Regions from separate parts of the Sus scrofa genome. Here region 1 is linked to region 2. The links are chromatin contacts, called in public Hi-C maps. All regions are on one chromosome and are shown on one strand. The core of a region is the stretch at or near the end of the contact, and the rest is flanking DNA. Distances in the headings are between cores, read along the strand shown.

Region 1 (4,116 bases), core at 1,305-3,804, 2.7 Mb before region 2:
CATAAATACAACGTTTTCAGGTTTTAGGGGATTGAACTTGGGCCACAGTAGTGAAAGCACTGAGTCCTAACCACTACATCACCATGGAACTCCCCATAAATACAAAATTTTAAAGTCTATGCTATAAAGATACCTGCTTTAGAATGTGGCATCAACATTCTCAAGTCTTGCATTAAATGTCTTGTTCTGAAATTTATTCCTCTGGAAGAAAAGATGAGAATCCGTTCCTTATTTTTCCACTTGCCCTAAAGGAAAAAAAAATTTGAAAAAATTTAAAATTTCACAGTGCATCTATCTCATTTGTTCGTTTAAAGATAAAAGCTTGCAAGTAGCAAGCCAAATAATTCTGACCTTAACCTTTAATTCATCTCTCAGTGGCATTCACTGACCCAGCTTTTACCCAGATATACTCTTGGCCTTCTTTCTTTTTTTTTTCTTCTTCAATCTCCAATTTGTCCTCCTGCCTCTAAAGATTCTTTCTTAGCCCTCTTTTTAAATTCCTGATCTCTCCAGGACAGAGTTCTCAAAATCATTCCCAGTTTCAACTGTCAACTCTACATAAAGGTAAGGAACTCTTTCTGGCCCTAATACCCAAGAAGCTGACTTACCTCAAATTCAACTTCAGATACCAAACTTTAAAATCTGGTAAATTACCTTGCTATTTATTTTTCTGATGATGTCACCATCACTTCAATCCCCCACACTTTGAATCTTCCACTTTCCTTTATTCTCTCATATCATAAGCACTAGTAAATGCTGTCAACTTCTGTTAGCAACAACTCTTAATCATCTTCTACTGATACTGCCTTCACTCAGATTCTTAAAATCTCACATCATTTCCTCATCTCCTTAATGCTAGTCTTCCCATCCAGGAGCTCCTCCAGTAGATATGGCAGACTAGCACCTGCTTAACTTTTTCTACCTGACTATTGTCCCAAATCAACCTTACACCCTAGCCAACTTGGCTGTATTTTTTAAACTTTCAGCACTTTGTATACTTCAACGTCTTTGATCAGTTTCTCCCTCTCTCTTCCCCTTTCCGCCTCTCCCTTGCATTGCTCCTTCCCCTTTCTGAAAATCAGAATTTTGCTCTTACCTTAGGATCTAGCTCAAAGGCTAAATCAAATCCTTCATAATCCCTAACCTGTTTATTCTAGAGCAATATTTATCTTCTTCATTTAAATAGAATTTTCATTTATAACTCAACTCATAGATCCTTATCGTATTTTTTCTAGCTCCTAAAAGAGAACGCTTAACATTTACTGAAAATCTAACAGAAGTCTGCTTATTTTTCATAAAAAGCAAATCATATTTTCTTCCTTTCAATTTGCAGGTGAGAAAAGAGCTCAAAACGTCCCTGTTAAGAGCAGGGCTACAATTCAAGCTCATCTTTCATTCCTCAAAGCTCACTCCTTTCCCAATGCTTGCCACCCCACCAAACCATTAAGGGTCATTTATTACTCGCTAGCGTGTCAAACAGAGATCTGGCAAAGCTGAAGGTCGACAGAGAAGTTTATGAAACAAATGTTAACTCTAGTCTCCACAATATTTGACCTGGCTTAAGGAGCTCTCAGTCGAATTAAAGTTAGCAGCAACTTGTGCTCACCTTGTTTTGAGCAAAAAACATATAAGTTCCTAGTTTCCTTCTAAACTGAAGTGGTCACATTCTAGTTTTGCAATCCCAAGGCAGGGGAAACCTAACTTCTCACCGTGCCCGGCACGTTAAAACTTCATGAATACAAGAAAAGCTCACGTTATCTTGTCTAGCTTTCATTACCCCGAGATCAAGCAAGTCAAATTCACAATCCCAAGAAAAGGAACTTTTTAAAGGGCCACATAACAAGCTTTAGGATTCCTAACTAACCATACCTAACTATGTCGGTATATGGAAGTATTACTCTAAGGGATACACTCAATAGCGAGGAATAACTTTAATTGGTAAAACTATTACTCTCCAACAACAACAACAATAGGGGAGTAAATGGAAGACTAAACGCTGGAATTAAGACCCTCAAAGTCGCTTCTCTGTGACCCTCTAAAAGCTCTGAAGCCCACCCAGGTGCTCAGCCCGCGCCTCCAGGAGGGCAGCCATGTGTCCAAGCTTTAGCTATAAACCTGGTAGCCAGTCCAGCTGGAAGGGCTGAAAACGACCTCCAGGAACACCTCAGAAACTCCGAAACCCGCAGAGCCATAATCAAATAGGTAGCCTCAGAGAAGGCGTGCGGAGCCGCGGCCGCAGAGCCCACTCTACCTTGCAAACCGGGCCCGGAATACGATTTCTATCTTCCTCCTCCGCTTCCTCTGCCACCTCGCTTGACTTAGCAGGCGGCTTGGCGTCTTTTTCGCTTCTTTTCAGCTTTTTCGCCGGACCAGCCGGGCCTCCACGCCGTTTCCTCTTGGTTGCCGCCATCTTGCTTCCCGCCATCTTGCTCCCCAGCTTCTCTCTGGGCCTTCCTTCCGGCTGCGCCGCTCGCTCCGCTTTCCCATCTCTATGGTCCCGGGGCTGGGCTCGGCAGTCCTCCAGCTCTAGGTGCCTCTTTCCGGTCTCTGTGGTACCGGATGCCAGACTCTCTAGGCTTTGTCTATCTCTGTGGTGACGGTGCTGACGGGGCTGGCGGGTCTGAAAAAGTGGCGGGAGCCGCTCCACTTCCTCCCCGGCTGCCAGGGAGCTGCGTCCCGACCCCAAAGGTGGGTTTGGGCGCTTGGCATATCGAGACTAGTAAACGGGTGCAGTCCCGCGGCGGGTTGGTGCGCCGCGTTGTCTGGGGCTTTTGGAGGATCCGAGGACCACCCCCACCCCTTGTCTGTTAGGGACGAGGTTGGCTGCGTGGACAGCTCAAAACCGACTCTTTGGTGATACGCAGCCTCATCTTGGCGTGGCGAAGCTGGCCCGAGTAGAATGATGTTGTTGTTGTTGGGTGTTTTCATCGTTCAGTTTTTCATGGTTACTGTCGTCTTACTGAAGACGAGGAAACCGTAGCTTAAAGAGATAATTTCCCCCAAAGTTAGACAGTTAAGTGGCAGAAGTGGGGTTCAATCCCTGGTCGGTCGAGTTCACCGTCCAGGCCTCTTCCACTTGGCTCAGCGCAGGTTGAGATCGCGGGCTTAGCCAGCATTGACGGGAGTTTGTCTGATCTCATCAGGTGTTCCGCGACCAGCGGGAGCAGGTGTTGGCATCAGGAGCCGCTCTCCGGGCGGAATGCGCAGTGAACCATGCCCCTCCTAACACAACAGATCCCAGATGAGAGTGATTACAGTTTAGTGGCCAGCCTCGACAACGTGAGGAATCTCTCCACTATCTTGAAGGCTATTCATTTCCGAGAACATGCCACCTGTTTCGCTACTAAAAATGGAATCAAGGTCACAGTGGAAAATGCAAAGTGTGTGCAAGCAAATGCTTTTATTCAGGTATGAAAGTAGTCACCTTTAAGCCTGGGACTTAGTGATATTCTTCACCCCAGACAATGAAGGTCTTAATTGATATCATTTAAGTTAAAGAGCAAAATATCATTACTTGAATTCTTTTTCTCTCCTGGTAACAAATTCTTCTGCAATCTTGTTTAACAGAGATAATGGTTAATAATAATAATAATGTCTAGAATATATTAAGCTAAACTATAGGCCGGGCACTCTTCTGAGCGTTTTATATGTTTAACTCATTTAATCCTCAGAGAATAGTCTTTGATGTAGGTTCTGTTATTATTCTCATTTTTACGTATGTGGAAACTGAGACACTGTTAAGTGATTTGTCAACAGTCCTACAGCTGGCAAGCAGCTGAATTGGGATAAGAACCCAGGACATTTGTTTCCATAGCATATGCCCTTTACCACTACCTCCCTATGATTAAAAAAAAAAAAAATCCCTTTTATTGGTTATAGTATAATCTACTCTTAAAAGTAATATTTGAATAGTTCAGATAGGATTTCAGATTTAGTTCAGAATTTTTTTGGAACACCTAAGTGCATGGTATGACCTTGGGTATAGAGGGATAAATAAGACATGGTTTCTGTCCTCAAAAGAAGCTGAAGACCAGTATCACTCGTGCATTGTCTGATTGACTAGTGTCTGAATAACCTTAGCCAAGTTTATGGGCACACAGAGAAGACAAGGGAGAG
Region 2 (3,676 bases), core at 882-3,381:
TAAAGGCAAAAATAAGCAGGTGCACCATATGGCCAGCAAGCCTAAAATATTTACTATCTGGCCCTTTAAGAACAAGTTTGTTCATACTTGCTATAAATAAAAAAGGCAAACAAAACAAAAGCAAAACTCAGGAGCTTCGAAAAAACTATTTCCCATAACTGCTTATCATCTACCACAAATTGTATTTCGGGCACATAAGAGATCATTAACAAAATATTACCCAAAAAGCGTTTCCTTATCAAATACAGTGTCAGCTGGCATATTCACAGGAATAAGGAGGTCTGGATGTGAATCAAAATGCACAAAACTTATGTTACTTGCAGGAAGATGCTTTGAGCCAATGGCCCGGTATATAAAAGGCAGAACCTGTAAAAGACACAGGCACACATTCAGAATAGGCACTGACATCATGAACATACACCCAACTGCACGCTGAAAAATAATGCTAAACATAATTGCATATAATTTGAGTCCACCAAGTTGTTAAAAAGTAGGAAAATATAAAATTTGTTCATTGAAGATGGGTATAGATAATCATCTTAAGCTTTATTTTTTCCTCAGAACTTCCAGGTTACACTTCTGAAGGCTTTAGTGGGCATCTCTGGCTGCCATGTTGCCTCCACCATGAACTAAAGATAGCGTGGGGAGGCAGACAAGGACTGGCACTCGGGGAAAAAACTGATAGTTAATACACATTCTGGCACTAAAGGTATGCTCTGGACACTCTGGGTCTCTGGGCCTTTTCTATACTTTTAGGCTATGTGGTCTACAAGGCTCTGTGTTCTGTTTCAGTCTTTAGAGTTATAAGTTGAAGACTGAATTTGAAAGCACCACCAAACCCAAGCTTGCTCTTTTCTCCCAGATCCATATGCACTACATCTAGGTCCCCAGAAATCCAACTTCCTTTTTATTCTCTTATCTTTTTCCATCCACAAATCTGGAATCACCCTCTTCCTCTTTAATATCCAGAGAACTCTCAAGACATACTACTGCTATTAAAAAAAAAAAAAAAAAAAAAAAAGAAAGAAAAAAGACTTAGATCCATGGGACTCTCGAAGGCTTTCGGAAGTCTAGATTACAACAGGTATCCTAAAGCAGCAATACTACAGATACAGAAAATATCTTTAATGTTTATAAATGCGGTGTTAAAAGATTTAGGCACGCACTCTGCACACAATAATACTCCTAAAGGACTTATGAATGAGCAACACTTAGTACCCACGTCACAGATGACAGTTCACATTCTTAACAAAAAGCTTCCCCCTTACACAGCAGGGCTGTGATGGAGATGCCAGGAGACAGTAAAGAAATCTGCGTTAAAGTGCAGGTTAAGGACTCCGGGCTCTGTAGTTCGACCGCCCACGTTCGAATCCTGACACCACTAGTTTGCTAAAGTGTTGTGGGATTTCGAACAAACCGCGGGGGTTAAATGAGCTGCCGGGCACTGCATAAACGTCTGCGCCTACTCTTCCAAGCTAGCCCGTTTGGTGTTTCCCCCACAGCAATGCAATTCGAGTGAATTACTAATTCTCGTCATCTCTCTGGCCTCCGAGGCCGAGGCTCCGCCGCTCCCTAAGTCCTCGGGCGATTCTGCCCCAGCGTCCGGCAGCCACCCGCTCACCTCCTGATGATCCTCCACCACCCAAACGGGGAGCTCCGGGTAGCACCGGAGCCGGGGGCGCTCTCCCGCGGAGTCACTCATGTTTTCGCGCGGGGAAGCGTCTCAGCGAGCCTGAAGCTCAGTGCGAAGACGCCGGCCTGCCGCAGCTGTGGCCCTGCCTCCACTCCCGGGTGGAAACGCGCGCTCACCCGGTTGCGGTTCCGGGTTGGAGAACGTAAGGGGCAGGGGGAGAGCACCGGAGGGCTTGACGAAGGCGATTGGCTTAGATTTCCGTCGCTCTTATTGATGCGCCAATCACTGCGCACAAGGCGCTGCGGCGAGTCCAGGAGCTTTCCCTACTGTGGTCCAGCTTTCAGGTTTGCTTTTAATTCTCTCGGTTTCCTGTTCCGGAGGCGCAGGCGGCGCTAAGGTCTTGGCGGCTCCGCTATATAAGTCTGGCTTTGCTCTGACGGAGATCCCGAGAGCCTCTTGTAGGTAAAAGGGGCAGTTTGAGGGTGTTGGAAGAGGGAGTGTTTTGGAGTGTCCGGATTTAAACCGGGCTGGAGTCCGGGGCTGGGGCGAGAGGCTCCTGGGAGTTAGATAGGGTAGTCCCTCTTCAGAGCTACCGCTAAGAGCAAAAAGCGACCCTAGGCCCAGATCCCACAAATAAATAGGAGTGAAGAAGGAGACCTTTCATTCATTGTGGAGCGCATGCGGTGGTCCAGGCCTGGGGCCGCCCGGGTGTCGGAGGGGAGACCAGGAGCTTACCTCGTGGGGCTCACAGTCTGGCGGGAGATGTAAACAGGGGAAACATGCAATTACAGATCAGTTAGACGAAGATGACCAGCCTGCAGATTCAACTCAGGGAGAGAGGGTGTTACTAAAAACGTAGTCACACTTTGCAACCCTTTCTTACATGGACCGATGTTCCTGGATGTGTTAACTATGCAAAACAGCTCCCTAAGTTTCTCTGCTTCGAAACAGCAACTTAGGAGTAGGCAGACGCAGAAAATAATTTTCCAGTTGCAGTGAGGTCCTTGATTTGAATTAAAGTTTGCATCCACAATACAGCCTAACCATGCCTTTAATAGTTGATTTCATAATTAGGGTTTTCAGGTATTCTATCTTTAAAATCATCCATAAGGATCTGATAGTGAGTGTTCAACAGCAGTCTGAACACACTGTTCAAGAGTGTTGTTGATCCTGTTTGTTGCCCACCTCTAGATTCAGTACACTTTTTTGTTCCCTAGACCCTGTGCATATCTCTTTTCTTGGGTTTATCCTAATACATATATTTAATGTATCTGTATGCGGATTCTGAGCTTAATAAGTAATCCAGGTTATGTATCTTACTCATCTTTGAGTGCTCAGGGCTTGTGACATGTGTAGGCTCACTAAGTGTTGCATGAATCAGTGAAAAGACGTGCTTTTGTCTGGTTTTGGTAATGCACATCTGTTGCAGATATATGCAGTGTGGAAATGTACAGTAGCAACCTAGAAACATACCATTAGTGAGACAGTAAACATTTATTGATCACCTACTATGTGCAGGATACTCTGCCAGGGCCTGTGAAGGATTCAGAAATGACTATGAATCAATAATCCAATCCATCAAGGAGCTAATAATCTAGTGGAGGAGTTAGACATGTGCACACATGGCTATAATATGAGGAAGTCTCTGGTAAGTGCTATAAAGAAGTAAGTACAGACTGAGAGTAACAGGAGTCTAGAAGGAATGGGATTACTTCCTAAAGGGAACTAAGAAAGGCATTACAGAAGAAAAGAGGTGGCATCTGACCTAGGTAGAGGGCTAGAAATTCAATGGGCAAATCATCAGGTAGGAGGTTTTAGAAGAGCGGGAACAAAGAACAAGCTTGGTGGTAGTACTTTGTTTGATTAGGCAACAGGGAAAATCGTAGGTGACAGGCGCTTGATGGGGAAGGTAGTGGAGGATTAGCCTGGAAGAAGTTGGGTCCAGATTGCAGAGGTCCCTGCAATCCAAACTTCAGCATGGAGTTTGAATTTGATTCTGTTGCCCCGAGTAGCCTGTGATAGCAAGATCATTGTCTAGATCCT

The links. A called contact is a pair of places that touch in the nucleus more often than the background predicts.
Region 1: a contact with region 2 is called in a Hi-C map of skeletal muscle, with 6 times the contacts expected there. The contact joins the promoter of RAD1 here to the promoter of DROSHA in region 2.

What each region holds. Positions count from the first base shown.
Region 1 is chr16:20,510,610-20,514,725 of Sscrofa11.1, reverse strand. RAD1 (cell cycle checkpoint protein RAD1) reads left to right here and starts at 2,554. Exons shown (of 8, transcript XR_308376.3): 1 at 2,554-2,688; 2 at 3,144-3,408. BRIX1 (BRX1, biogenesis of ribosomes) reads right to left here and starts at 2,445. Exons shown (of 10, transcript NM_001244824.1): 1 at 2,252-2,445; 2 at 134-245. The coding sequence starts at 2,425.
Region 2 is chr16:17,846,409-17,850,084 of Sscrofa11.1, reverse strand. DROSHA (ribonuclease 3) reads left to right here and starts at 2,131. Exons shown (of 35, transcript XM_021077126.1): 1 at 2,131-3,281. C16H5orf22 (UPF0489 protein C5orf22 homolog) reads right to left here and starts at 1,813. Exons shown (of 10, transcript XM_003359737.4): 1 at 1,622-1,813; 2 at 221-366. The coding sequence starts at 1,702.